Linked DNA regions of Hordeum vulgare: regions 2 and 3 are each linked to region 1. Evidence: chromatin contacts called from public Hi-C data. All regions are on one chromosome and are shown on one strand. The core of a region is the stretch at or near the end of the contact, and the rest is flanking DNA. Distances in the headings are between cores, read along the strand shown.

Region 1 (4,379 bases), core at 649-3,148:
GAGTAACTTGATCAAGATTGTGAGATTGAGAAATGTCAATACCAAGAAAGTGGAACATTTGAGCATAAAGTATGGTTTCATGCATTGTAGGTGTTTTCAACTAGGAATCCAGTGTATGAATTTTTACTTTATGTTTGACATAACACTTTAGAAGAAATTTAGGTCCATTGTATCCTGACCTTGTAACCATTGAGTAGTTACTTAATTAGATGCTACACCATGGATTGAGAAACACCAATTATTTCATTTAAAACTACAACCTCACGATTGACTACTTATTAACAACTTAATTAATGAAACATCTCGGCGGTGCTTTGCTATTGCCTCGAGGTCGATAGTTGTGTGGGCGATGACCCATGCTCAAAAGGGACTGTACAAGTTCAAGTCGAGTAGTTTTCATGTGTAACCGCGAGTCAATGTGAACTCTGACTTAGACCAAGTAAGTTGTGGGAATCCTCCTCGCATGACCAACAAATGTAGTTATTGCATGTAGGATGGAGTGGGTCTGCCATTGGGAGAGGGCTACTACTTCCTAAAAGTCTCATCTAGATCTACCTAGCTACTTCACAAGTGAAATTTAGTAGCAATAAGGTGTGACTGAAAATAACGGATAATGTACACAAACCTTTTTAGAGTGTATACAACCGATCATGATTAGCTGTGTCTCCGATGACAGATAACTTTGAGCAACTCATCGAAGAATTGTCAGCTTGATCTCAACACCCCTTCTTAATTAAGATTTGATTGATTGAAAAAAGAGAATAGGTCCATCAGGGGGATGAACCTCTGTGCCTAAGGTTACAACCAGGGATGGATCGGGAGTGCCTTTGATTAAGACCGGGGATGGACCGGGAGCGTCATAATGTTATTAGAGTAGACCACTATTACAAAGGTAGGACAAAATTATTTCGCGCAAAAGAAAAATCAGCCATACGAAACTGCATGTTTACTTTCCAACAAGCTAATCATGATGAAGCTTGCCAATTCAATGTATTGACTCTTGTGGCTGCAACACATCATGTTGTAGGTTTTTCGTATAAAAGGAAAGGTACAAAGTAGGATTACAAAGCTATACTCAACTCTTGCGTGTGAGTGGATGGACACAACAAGACCAGAACATTATCTCCGCTGCATGAACATATACTAAGCTAGTCCATAGTTAAGGAGGTGTGTATTGTAAAGTACTAGATCTGTGATGTAATAGTTTGACGTATGATATATTCTTAGCATTTCATCGTCGGCTGTGCATGTCAACTATTGATCCAGGGACTCACACAGAAAGCATAAATATTTGAAGCCCCTCTCAGGACCGAGTCGTGACATCAGATCCTTCAGCACATCCGTCCTACAGGGTCTTTGCCGAGTCCATGCATCGATGACGGGAGGGAAGAAGAGGCCATGGAAAGAGCAAAAATTTGCTAGAAAGCGGCGGGATGAAAGAGGAGAGTGGGTGATTTTGCCGTGAAAATAGTGCAACCAACTACAAAAGCGTGGGCTTCGCCTTAGTTTTTTATGAACACGGGTGTCATACTCCTATGTGGCTAGTGTTGGGTATTCCTACAAAGCTCTTCAGTTTGTTTGGTCTTTATGAAAAAAATTACGATCTAAATTGCTCGATGGACTGATAAGGGTTAGTGTTAAATGACTCATGGGGTCTGTCCAAATGAATAGAAGCAGTTTGAGAGTCGGCGTTGGAATGCGCGTAGCCTTCGGAAAAACACATCGTTTGCTCTTTACAGAGAGGATATGGCAACGAGGCCAACAACATCCCCACACATGACCGCCCCCTGGCACTGCCCAGCGGGCCCGGCCCCACATGTCATTGGCACAGCCACCGCCACCATTTTAGCTGACTCGTTTTCCCCTTTGTCCGTTCAGACCGACGGCGACCCCACCTCGCCCCCTTCCTTCCTCCGCCTTCACCGAAGCCGCCCTTTCTCCCCTCGAAGCTCTCTCCAACTCGAGCTCTTCTTCCTCCGAGCCTCGCCCCGCCCCGCCCTCCCCTCCCCCGACGCTCTGCTCCTCTCCGCTCGATTACCCCTCTTCGGCGGCGAGCTCCCCCGCCGGATTGAAGATCCGGATCCCTGCGCTCTCGGTAAGCCCTAATCCCACCGTTCACGCCCAATTTGATTCCGTCGAGCAATCGTCCAATTCCCGCGTGCGCGGGTGCTCGGGCGCAGCTGTCTGAGCTTGCGGGAGGGATTTCTTTGTGCGACGCGTCGTCTGACATGTGGGCCCTCCCCGGGGGTTGATCCGCCACAAAGGGTTTGGGCACGGGATCTGATGGTGGCTCTCGGCTGTGTAGAGAGGTTCACGAGATATGGTAGGTGCTGGATTTAACTGGAATTGGTGGGATCTCTGCTGAGATCCGGGCGGTGAGTGGCGGTGGTTTGTGCAGGCTGGATCAATAGAGGTGGGGCTAGAGTGCTCTAGTGGCAAGCTTCGTTTAGCTTTGAATTTGGTGAATTCTTGATTGTAGGCGCTAGCGCGAGACTTATCAGTTGGCTGCGGGGGTTGGCAGACGTGAATGTCCGAGTTTGCTGAACCTTTGAAAAACAATCGAGAGTAGTTCTCAGTGCTTCATTTCGAGCTTTGATAACTTCTACATTTCGGTCATTGATGGACGTTCCATGGAGCCATGTATCATGGGTTATTCGATTTGTTAGCCAGCTCCAAGAACTTTGAGTAAAAGGCGCTCTGTCGTCCTTTTCCTTGTAGATGGTGCATTTCTGTTGGTGATGCTGATTGTGATGTGGTCTTCGGTCTGTACTAGAGCTCATCTTTAGGAGCTGCTAGTATCTCTGTCGACCTTTGCTTTGTGCATTACATTGTCACTATGGCATGATTAAGCGGATTTAGTAAACTAACTAGAAGTCTAACGTGATGGAAAACAAACAATTTTTTGTGTCTCATAGTGTACCCCTAGACTTATGGATGGAGCAGAGCTGGTTGCATTTATTAATACTTTAATAGTATTGTTGCATTAGTGGGACGTGTCACATATAATTTGTCATTTTTTATTTCTTATTTTATATACGACTAGTGTGTCACACTGCAGTTGGCCTGTTTTGCGGATTATGTTTTATCGGGCAACATTAATAAGCTGAAAGCTTCTGTACACGGAAGAAAGTTTGTGTTTGTAAAAACCATGGAGTAAAACAAGATGTCACACGTTGGAATATTTATGTAAAAAATTAAGTGTTGGCACATTCCATTAAGGTAGTGTGTTTTCTTTGGTCAAAGCTATCTTTTTTGCTCCTTACTTTGGACCTGGAGCGTACCATGTTACTTGATGTGAAAGACTGGTTCCAAGATTTATTTATAACTCACGATCTTCTATATTGACAGGTATTTCTGTGATTTGAGATCTCTCACTGCTTCTTGGGCATTTGAGCTCAATGGTTGCAAGATTAGTCTTTTGCAACTTTTTGTACTCATGTTGAACTTTTTAGTGGCATAAACTTGCCATAACCGGGTTAATGGCATCTGGTACAAAGTCGGACTTGTTGTCTGGTAGCCCTGATGGGCATGGATACTTCAATGGATCACGCGGGCCATATTCGTCTGCTTCATTGGAAAGGTCAGGAAGCTTTCGTGAAGGTGGTGATAGTTACGCGACGTTCCCAGTATCAAGCTCAACAAGATCACCAGCAGTTGATTCTGCCACCTCGCTTCAATCCCTTGTCATGGAACTAAGGACATCAACTTTGGATCAGAAATCATCTCGATTAGATGTAAAAAAATCAATAAGTTCCATATTTGGAACTTCCCCAGAAGAATCAACATCAACTCCATGTACAGGAAGGAACTTTCCTAATTCCGTTGAAGAGATCAGGCGTTTGAGGAATAACATTAATGAGATGTCAAACAAAGCTAGGTACTACTCTCTATGCTGTCTTGTCAGATGAACTAAGAATGTGAAAGACAGCAGCAAATACATAACTCTAAATTCTGTTAATTAGTTGATTGGCTGATGTGTCTAATTTAGAAACGTATCTTTTATTGGAGATAGGCCTTTCCTCTACAATACTGATTTTATCGTACTAGAAAATGTTCTATGCGCAGACAATGTGCATATGGATTATTATGTTAACTATGCACTAATTATTCAGTATGATTATTTTTTGCAGTTTAAGAGCTCGAGCTTTTGGTGCTGCTGTAGCGAAGATTGATAAATGTTATCCTAACATTACACGAAAGCGTTCCCGCGGAGACAGTTCATTTAATGAACGATCTACTGCATCTTTGTGTGGAGGATCTATGTCCAGAATTGGCCTGCACGGCCATCTAAATGCAGATGATACAGAACTTGGGCCTCAAAGAGAAGAGAGGACAAAGAATGCAGTACAAAATAGGAGATTGCGTACATCCATGACGGA
Region 2 (4,379 bases), core at 609-3,108, 300 kb before region 1:
CACACTACATTATGGAATGGAGGGAGTATCTTGTAGTGGATCTGAAATGAGCTCAATTTTATGTGCTAGTTCAAGATCTACAAGGACAAATCAATTGAGGTAGAAAAATTCTCAAGGACAAAAAAAAGTAAGTAGATAGATGAAACTTACTGCCGCCTCCTTGGAAGCCATGACAACAATTGCTGAACCCTTTCTCTTTGATTTACTAGTCTTGATCACAATATCTTCAACCATGCCGAATTGCTTAAAGATCTCATCCAGCTTTGCTGCAGTGTAGTAATCTGCACCCCCTTCCCAAGAAACCTTCAAGATCTTACCCTTGTCCGTTTTTGGTCCATTCTCTGGAGTTCCACCCTTCTTATCTCCATGTGGCTAAAAGGAAAATAACCAAGTTGTGGTCAGTACTAGTACCAACATAAAAGGTACAGATCAACAAATCTCTTGCATAACCTTAAGATTTTATACTTTGAAGATAAGTACTCTTGATGCATTTCTGGGGAATATTAGTCTGTTTGCAGGTACACTTAAAAAAAATCACCCACAGTATGAAAGTATATACTCTGTTTGAAGGTTATCCGCAATGGTACAGGCAGTTAGTTACATATTGTTCCACCTTCCTTTGCAAGGCTACAATTGCAAACCCTATCCCTCTTAAGTTGTACTCCCTCTGTAAACTAATATAAGATCGTTTAGATTACTAAAATAGTGTCCTAAATGCTCTTATATTAGTTTAGGCATCATTTTGGTCTTTATTTACATGCACCGTCTAAAGCTAACTTCGGGGCAAATGGTTACGAAACCATGAAGCAGAATACTAATTCAGAAGTACGCTAGCTGGATGAGAGAATACTAATTCAGAAGTACGCTAGCTGGATGAGATCTTTAAGCAATTCGGCACAGTTGAAGTACGCTAGCACGAGGCAGGCAGCAATTATAAGTGCAGCAAGAGCACATCGCTATCAATCCTACACGAAGAGACGAAGGAATTGGATAGAGACATTACCGGAGTCGAAGCAGAGCCAGAGACGCCGGACTTCTTGGCAGCGAAGAACTCATCGAGTTCGCGCTTGACGTCGGCAGCCTTCCGCTTGTCCTCTCGCCTGGCCAGCTCGGCGGGGTCGACGGCGGGGCCTCCTCCGGCGGCGAAGGCGCGCTCGCGCTCCTCTAGGTCGGACACGGCCTTCCGCCGCTTGACCCCGGTGGCAGCGGCGCGGGCGGCGGCCTCGCGGCGGCCACGGAGGCGGGCATCGAACTGACGGCGGAGGGACTCATCCCGGAGAAACTTGTACGAGCTGGCGAGGCTCTGGAAGTCGGCGGTGGCGTTGGGGTCGTCGGGGCGCTTGTCGGGGTGCCGGAGCCGCGACTGCGTCCGGTAGGCCTTCTCGATCTGCTCGACGCTCAGCGCCGCGCCCTCCTCGCCGGACGGCAGGCGGAGCACCTCGTAGTGGTCGACGTCGTCCCCCTCCTGCCCCATCGCCGCCATGGCGGAACCGACCGCGATTCGGCGAAAGAGGGAGCGCCCCTCAGATGCGGGGACGCGTGACTACGAGGCGCTGCTTCGTCGGCGAGCGGTGAAGAAGCCGCGAAGTGTCGACGGGGGCGGCGTCGGTGCCGGGTGGTGGGACGGGGGAGCAAGGATGCGAGGGCGTCGGCGGCGGAGACCCTGGGCGACTGGAGGCGGTGAGGCGGGGGGAACGGGAGGCGGTGCGTCAGGCTCAACCTCCTGACGCCTGAAATATGAAGACATCTGAAAGTGTTCAGACTTCAGACCCTACCTGCAAGTGTTCAAAAATTCAGAACGTTCCGAACAGAGGAAGATTAAGAACATGCGAGATGTGATATTTCAGCGTGGTGATGGACATCCACTGGTTTGGCCAAGCGTTTGATTTTTCGTCGCAGAGGAAAGAGATTTGATGTTTCAATTCCATGAGAACGGCCTCACATCATGCAAACCCTATCTTGAGGGTGACTGAACCTGCAATTCTGTTCATATTTTGGACGCTGGTTCTAAAGCATATTGGACAGAAATTTTGTTATGAATGTTGTAGTGTAAATTGGATATGAATCTTGTAGTTTTTGCTATGAATGTTACAAGTGCCATATGTTACTTTTTCTATGAGTATATAAGAATTTCAGGACGAAAGGTTCTATGTTCCACTCTTATCTTTCCTAATCCCATCTCATCTTTGTCTAATGGTGGACGTAAATCAGAGGGTCCTTTTTTACCAATGTACACATATGACATACTCGTTGGGTTTTGATGCTCGATGATGACACTTTACGCGCATCACACGGTACATGAGTCATTTTTCTTTTGTCTTAATTTTTGGTTTTTATCCACCAAATTTTATACGTGGGTTCTTGAATTTTGGCAATAAAATTAAATTTATGTGTTCATGAAAATTGATTATAAAATAGGAAATAATATATTTATCTAGGTTTTGAAAGAATAACTTGGACCTGGATGTCCTTTCCAATCCTTAGCTGATGACTTTTATCCTATCCAGTTATGTACACCCTACAAACCATCTGTGATTATTACATGATCGGTTAGGATGAGGAGTGTTTATGTGTTCAATGGAACGCTGTTTAGTCCGAGTTATCCTTTTGCAAAACTAGCTATATGAGCAAATCTGCACCACTGTAAAGGCTTGCCAGCTATGATGGATATAAACAAGACCAATTGCTTTCAGTATATGATTGACCTATGTCGTCAAGAAAACTAGTGGATGGAAATAAAAACTATTATCCACCGGGGGGAGGAAATTCCCCTTTCGTCTCTTGTACAAGTTTCCATTTATCTTATGTGTGTCTTAAAAATTCCTAAACAAACATGCAAACGAATCACTGGCGTGATGGGACGATGAGGACAATCATAAGAAAATGCACTAGATGGTGTAGGATCAAAAGTATGTCCAGAGGGGGATAATTAAACAACTTGACTGAATTAAAACTTAACATTTTCCCAATTTTAATAGTAGGCAGTTTTCAGCAATTGTATCAAGTCAAGCAACACCCTACACATGCAAGTCTAAGAGTTGAGCAATGGAAAATAGAGACATTGCATATGAAAGTGAAGGAGGGATCGAAGAAATCAAACACAATGAACACGGTGCTTTTGGTGTGTTTCTCATAGGTGATGCTATCATACGTCCACGTTGATGGAGACTTCAATCCACATAGGTAACGGTTGTGCGAGTCCACACAAGGCTCCACCCACGAAGGGTCCACAAAGAAGCAACCTTGTCTATGCCATCATGGCTTACGTCCACGAAGGACTAGCCTCACTCGGATAGATCTTCACGAAGTAGGTGATCTCCTTGCCCTTACAAACTTCTTGGTTCAATTTCACACGATTTGGAGGCTCTCAAGCGACACCTAACCAATCTAGAAGACACCACTCTTCAAAAGGTAATAGATGGTGTGTTGATGATGAACTCCTTGCTCTTATACTTCAAAAGATAGTCTCCTCGACACTCAATTACTTTCTCGCAAAAAAATGCCTTGGTAGAAGAGGATTATTGGGTGGAAAGCAACTTGAGGAGGCTATAAATCAAGGATCTATTGGTTGGAGTGGAATCCCTTAATCTCAACACACGAGTAGGTGGTTCTCTCTTGGGAAATGAGTTGTGAAAGTGAAGTTTCGTTCTGATGGCTCTCTTCAGAGTAAGTGGTGATCGAGGGGTGTATATAGCCTTCACCAAAAATCCAACTGTTACAATTTTAATGGCCAACTCGGTGACACCATAATATAATCTCGGTGGTACCGACTAGTGCAAAAGGCTGCAGCTTTTGGCTTTTCAGTAGGATCGACAAAAATAACTCGGTGGGACCGATTCGGTTCAACTTAGGCAGTCCCAATGACTCAGAGGTTACGATCGTTTCATCTCGGAGATTCCAAGATTAATACAATCGACTCCAGCAAGTTGGTCACTGCTTTTCGATTTCACCGAACGCAGTCTTGGTACCATCGAGAAGTTAGGGTTTGGCTTAGGGCTCTATCATAGGTAAATCGGTGGAACCGAAAGGAAAACTTCGGTGTACCCGATTTGGCTTTAGGGTTTTGGAGAGAAATTATGTGAGAATGTTGTTGAGAATCTTGGGTGGAAAATCTCTAAGCACTTGCGCAACCAGGTCATCATCAATACATATTTCCCCCTTAATAGTATTGCCTTTCCTATGGACTCAATGTGATCAAGATCACTTAAACAAAATGTGGAGTCTTGAAGCTTTTGCCAATATATATCCTTTGCATCGTAAGGGTTCCACATCACATATTGTAGCCATGCCAAACTCATCTGAAATGTACTTGATTGAAATATTAGTTTAATGACATATATGTTGTTATTAATTACCAAAACCACCAAGGGATTAAATGC
Region 3 (4,379 bases), core at 1,074-3,573, 280 kb before region 1:
TGTAGGGAGGAGGACCGCGGGCTCCGGAGCGATCTTGGGGAGGGAGACCGCGGGCTCGGCATCGCCTGCAGGTGGAGGAGTGAACGACAGCGTGCGCTGGTGCGAGGAGGGTGGGAGCCGCAACGGGTGCGGCGAGGGGATGGGGAGGGAGGTGGCGGTAGCGATCTGGAAGGGAAGGAGGCAACAAGGGGATGGGAGTGGGTGTGCTAGTTTTTTTTCTACTTTTCCTCACATGGATGAATGGATGGACGGACGGGGGACTGCTAGCAATGGACAGTAGGATTTGTGCCATGTCATCGATCCGTGGCATAAATGGTTCCACCAATTAGAATCCAGCTTATGTAATTGTGTTTTTCTTTTATATTTTTTATCCTCTTATTTCGGGTAAACACTCAACATATTAACCTCATGTGGTATGTTTAAATGACCCAATATTTATGGACTCATATTGGATTTAGATATTAGTCCGTATAGATATTGGATTTATGAAATATGGACCCATATTGTTGTCTCTAGGTGTATTTTTTGATTGCCTAAAAAGAGTTGTACAATATTTATTATTTCCTTCAAAAGAAAGCTATATTTTTTGGTTGAGTGTTGTGGGTGGAAACACTTTACATTTAATTATGATAGTATTTGGCATTACTGAAAAATTCACCCACATATTTTTTTATTGTCATGTTTAAGTTTTTATTGTGTAAAACACCAAGTTAAGGTACCCTATACCACCTTTCAAAAATATTTATCTAAATATGGTCTATACATTATGAGATTAGCATGGGCTCATATATTTTATTTTGGTAATTATATTGTATTTTATAAAATAATTCAGATATTAAAATGAATAATTATAATTTATTGGTATTTATCTAATATAATTTACTTCATTCATATAAGTATAAAACAAATTTTTGCTCCCTATACATGATACATAGGCAAAATGGATGAGGGGTCGTCGAGTCACCTCCACGCATATGTTTATGGTCTTATATTTGGTCATGATAGCATTGAAATATGATCATAAATAATTCTACACATCTTAATGACCATTTTGTGCAATAGGATCATGACCTAATGGACCCAAAAGGTCATAACGTTATGGGCTTTGGACCCTCTTAGACTTGCCATGACTAATTTCAGAATTTTGGTCATGGATAAATGACCAATTAAACCATCGTCATTTTTTGAGGTCATAATTGAGCGTTTTTCTTGTAGTATGGGCACAGGTAGAAAGTTGCGACGATGGAAAAAGTGTTTCGGAAGGCTTTCTAGGGTTTTTGAATAATTGGAAAGTTATAGGACAGAGAGGGGCACTAGAGGCCAAGGGAGGTGGCCCCAAGCCATAAGGACACACCCACCCTCCTGGGCGGGTCCTGTTGGTTGACGCCAACCCGTGGGGCCTCTGGCCTCCTTTCGAAGCTTCCAGATTCTTATTTTGTCCAGTAAAAATCGTCAACATGTTTCGGGGTATTTAAACTTTGTTTGGTACAGTATTTCTAAAAAACAAAAAACATGCAAAAAAAATCAACTCACACTTGGAAGTGGGTTAATAGGGTAGTGCTTAAAAATAATAACAAGTTAATGTCTAAAAAACATTCTAGAATGATAACATAATAACATGAAACAATTAAGAATTATAGATACATTGAAGACGTATCAGCCCACCAATGAGCGCCCATGTCTTGATGACGACAAGACGCACATCAACGCTCTGTGCCAATGGGAGTAGCAGAATGCAGCGGTGGAGGATATTGTGAGAGGATTCGACTTGGTCGAAGGCGTGTTCATGTGTGAAACAAGATGATATGTCAACTCGGTTCCGGAGGTGCTCATATGGTGTATATGTGTCTATGTATCGTATGTACCGCACTATTGATTTTGGGTTCAAAGTAAAAAAGTTGCAAAAGAAAAGTTCTATTTTTGAGTTTTGCAAATGAAAAGATTGTTGAAAGTACGTTGTTAAGAGCATGTACAATGGTTGATAAGATAGTTTTATCTTAAGTCTTGCATATAATTTAGAAATGATAAAAAATGTCTATAATGAGTCATCTCTTAGTCTTATCTTCAAATAACTAGCTATCCCTAAAATTATGATGATATATATTATGCTAAAATATCATCTTTAAGAAAAGACAATTTTTTTATGAGTTCTGATATAGCACTATTGTACCTGGCCTAATCGGTAGTGGCGTTGTTGAGACGCAGTTCAGACCGCGACCCTACGCCAGGCCCCTCGCCCATCACGCTTCCAGCGGGCCCCACTTCTGTGGCGGCGCCTCTCCCTCCGTGGTACACAAAAACCCTAGCACGCCCCCCTTTTACGGCCCCTCCTCTCGACCGACCTCCCACAACTTCCGTAGGCGTCTCACTTCGTCCCCCCTCTCGCCGCCGCGTCGACTCGGAAGTTGCAAGCGCGCCGCCGCCTAACCCTTCCGATGGCGGACAAGGAGCCCGTCGTGGAGCGCCCCGTCGCGGAGGAGGAAGGCGAGGACTCCGCGGCCGCCGCCGCCGCCGGCGAGGAGGAGGACACCGGTGCCCAAGTCGCCCCCATCGTGCGGCTCGAGGAGGTCGCCGTCACCACCGGTGAGGAGGACGAGGACTCTCTCCTCGACATGTAAGCTCCCCCGCGCCCCCTAGGTTTGCTCGTCTCGGCTCGATCTGGCGCTGATTTTTGGGGTTGTTCGTGTGGCGATGCGCAGGAAGGCGAAGCTATACAGGTTCGATAAGGACGGGAACCAGTGGAAGGAGAGGGGCACAGGCACCGTTAAGCTGCTCAAGCACAAGGAGAACGGCAAGGTCCGCCTTGTTATGCGCCAGGCCAAGACGCTTAAGATCTGCGCCAACCACTTAGGTTTGTAGTCAGATTTTGCCCCCTTATTTCCGATCGCTCTGTCGCTTCAAGTAGATTCATCGCAGGATCTCATCTCACGGTTATGGCCTCGATCCTTTCTGTGTGCAGTGATCTCGACCACGAAGATGCAGGAACATGCCGGCAGCGACAAATCCTGCGTCTGGCACGCGGCAGACTTTGCTGACGGAGAGCTCAAGGATGAGATGTTTGCCATTCGGTTTGGCACTGTAGAGAGTGAGTTCTCAACTCTATCCCCCACAGCTAATGTTGCAATTATGTCTTGCGTGGTCTACTTAGTTGGATAGCATGCTACATCACCCTGTTTGTAGTAATATTTTTTTTTTCTTTTGTATGCTTTGTGTGGCGCAAGTGTGTTTGACATGGCCTGGTTACATTCTATAGCTGAACGTTGTGTTATGTCTTGAGCATGTGAAGTTTTCTTATAGCAACATAGTGTTCATGAGGCTCAGATGTCAATGAAAAAAATACGACACATATTTAGGGTGTGTGTTGATACCCTTTATCAGAACGACGTATTACATCTTAAGCTTGTGATCTTGGAGTAATCTAGTATTTACAAGGGGTCGGATGATTTGCCCCACTTTACAAGGGGTCGGATGATTTGCCCCAGTGTTGTCTCAATGACCAGTGGCCCCGGCCCCACCCGGCAGCCTCTCAGGGGGTGGCAAATTATCAAATTGGGAAGTAAAGTGGGGCAAAAGATCCAATTTCTCAGTATTTATGATGCTCGATGGACCATAAAAAATATTATTCATAATTAGTGGTGGTATAAATAAGGGCAACGTTCCAAGAGACAAAGGCCATTCCTTGTCATAGTGAAGGTGACACAACCACAACCTATCATTGTTCTCATGTGACTCTTGATGTTTGTGAATTTATATCATTCAAGTTTCTTCTAAATTTACACCACAACATCCTAGCTATATCATAATCTCAACTTTCAGGTCCTGCTGTAGAATAATAGTGAACACAGGACTGCATGTTGGCCCTGTTCTTTTTGCCACTTGCTCTATGTTAGTGTTCACAGGGACAGAGGGAAACTCAGCAATTATCTGTTTTTGTTCCAATTGCAGAGTATTTATACATTTTATAGTATGCTGAACCTCCTTTTCAAGTGGTAAAGTATGCTTGATATTTGTAGCTTCCTAATTGCATCTTTATGTGGCCTTGTGGTCTGCTGCAATCAATGTCTGGGTGTAACATGTTACAATTTAATTGGGCTGATAAATTAGAAACTTGCAGTTTCAGTGATTCCTGTCATAATTTGGGATTATGCACTGTCCCATTTTGTTCTGTTTCATGTCGGTTTCCCCACTGATAGACAGGCCTGATTTGTGATAAGTGGTGTATGCTAGCTGCCACACACATTAGTCTTTGTTTTTAGTCATGCTCAATGACGCGAGAAGTACAATGATTAGGCATATATCCGTCTTGTTTAACATACTGTCTTGCTCAATATTCATTTTATGGTATTTCTAATTTCATCCAAGTAGAAGCTGTGTATTTG

What was found. A called contact is a pair of places that touch in the nucleus more often than the background predicts.
Region 2: a contact with region 1 is called in a Hi-C map of leaf, with 4 times the contacts expected there. The contact joins the promoter of LOC123441089 here to the promoter of LOC123441113 in region 1. A contact is called at or near these places in 3 of 6 Hi-C or Micro-C datasets (all in leaf).
Region 3: a Hi-C map of seedling shows a contact between it and region 1, with 4 times the contacts expected there. The contact joins the promoter of LOC123441099 here to the promoter of LOC123441113 in region 1. A contact is called at or near these places in 3 of 6 Hi-C or Micro-C datasets (leaf and seedling) and 1 of 1 datasets of contacts at active chromatin or transcription factors (embryo).

The regions. Positions count from the first base shown.
Region 1 is chr1H:409,901,527-409,905,905 of MorexV3_pseudomolecules_assembly, forward strand. It overlaps LOC123441113, which reads left to right and starts at 1,899. Exons shown (of 16, transcript XM_045117637.1): 1 at 1,899-2,095; 2 at 3,349-3,877; 3 at 4,131-4,379. The coding sequence starts at 3,480.
Region 2 is chr1H:409,598,727-409,603,105 of MorexV3_pseudomolecules_assembly, forward strand. It overlaps LOC123441089 (pre-mRNA-splicing factor cwf23-like), which reads right to left and starts at 1,859. Exons shown (of 4, transcript XM_045117615.1): 1 at 1,004-1,859; 2 at 151-372. The coding sequence starts at 1,483.
Region 3 is chr1H:409,617,912-409,622,290 of MorexV3_pseudomolecules_assembly, forward strand. It overlaps LOC123441099 (ran-binding protein 1 homolog c-like), which reads left to right and starts at 2,324. Exons shown (of 4, transcript XM_045117622.1): 1 at 2,324-2,614; 2 at 2,700-2,851; 3 at 2,960-3,085. The coding sequence starts at 2,436.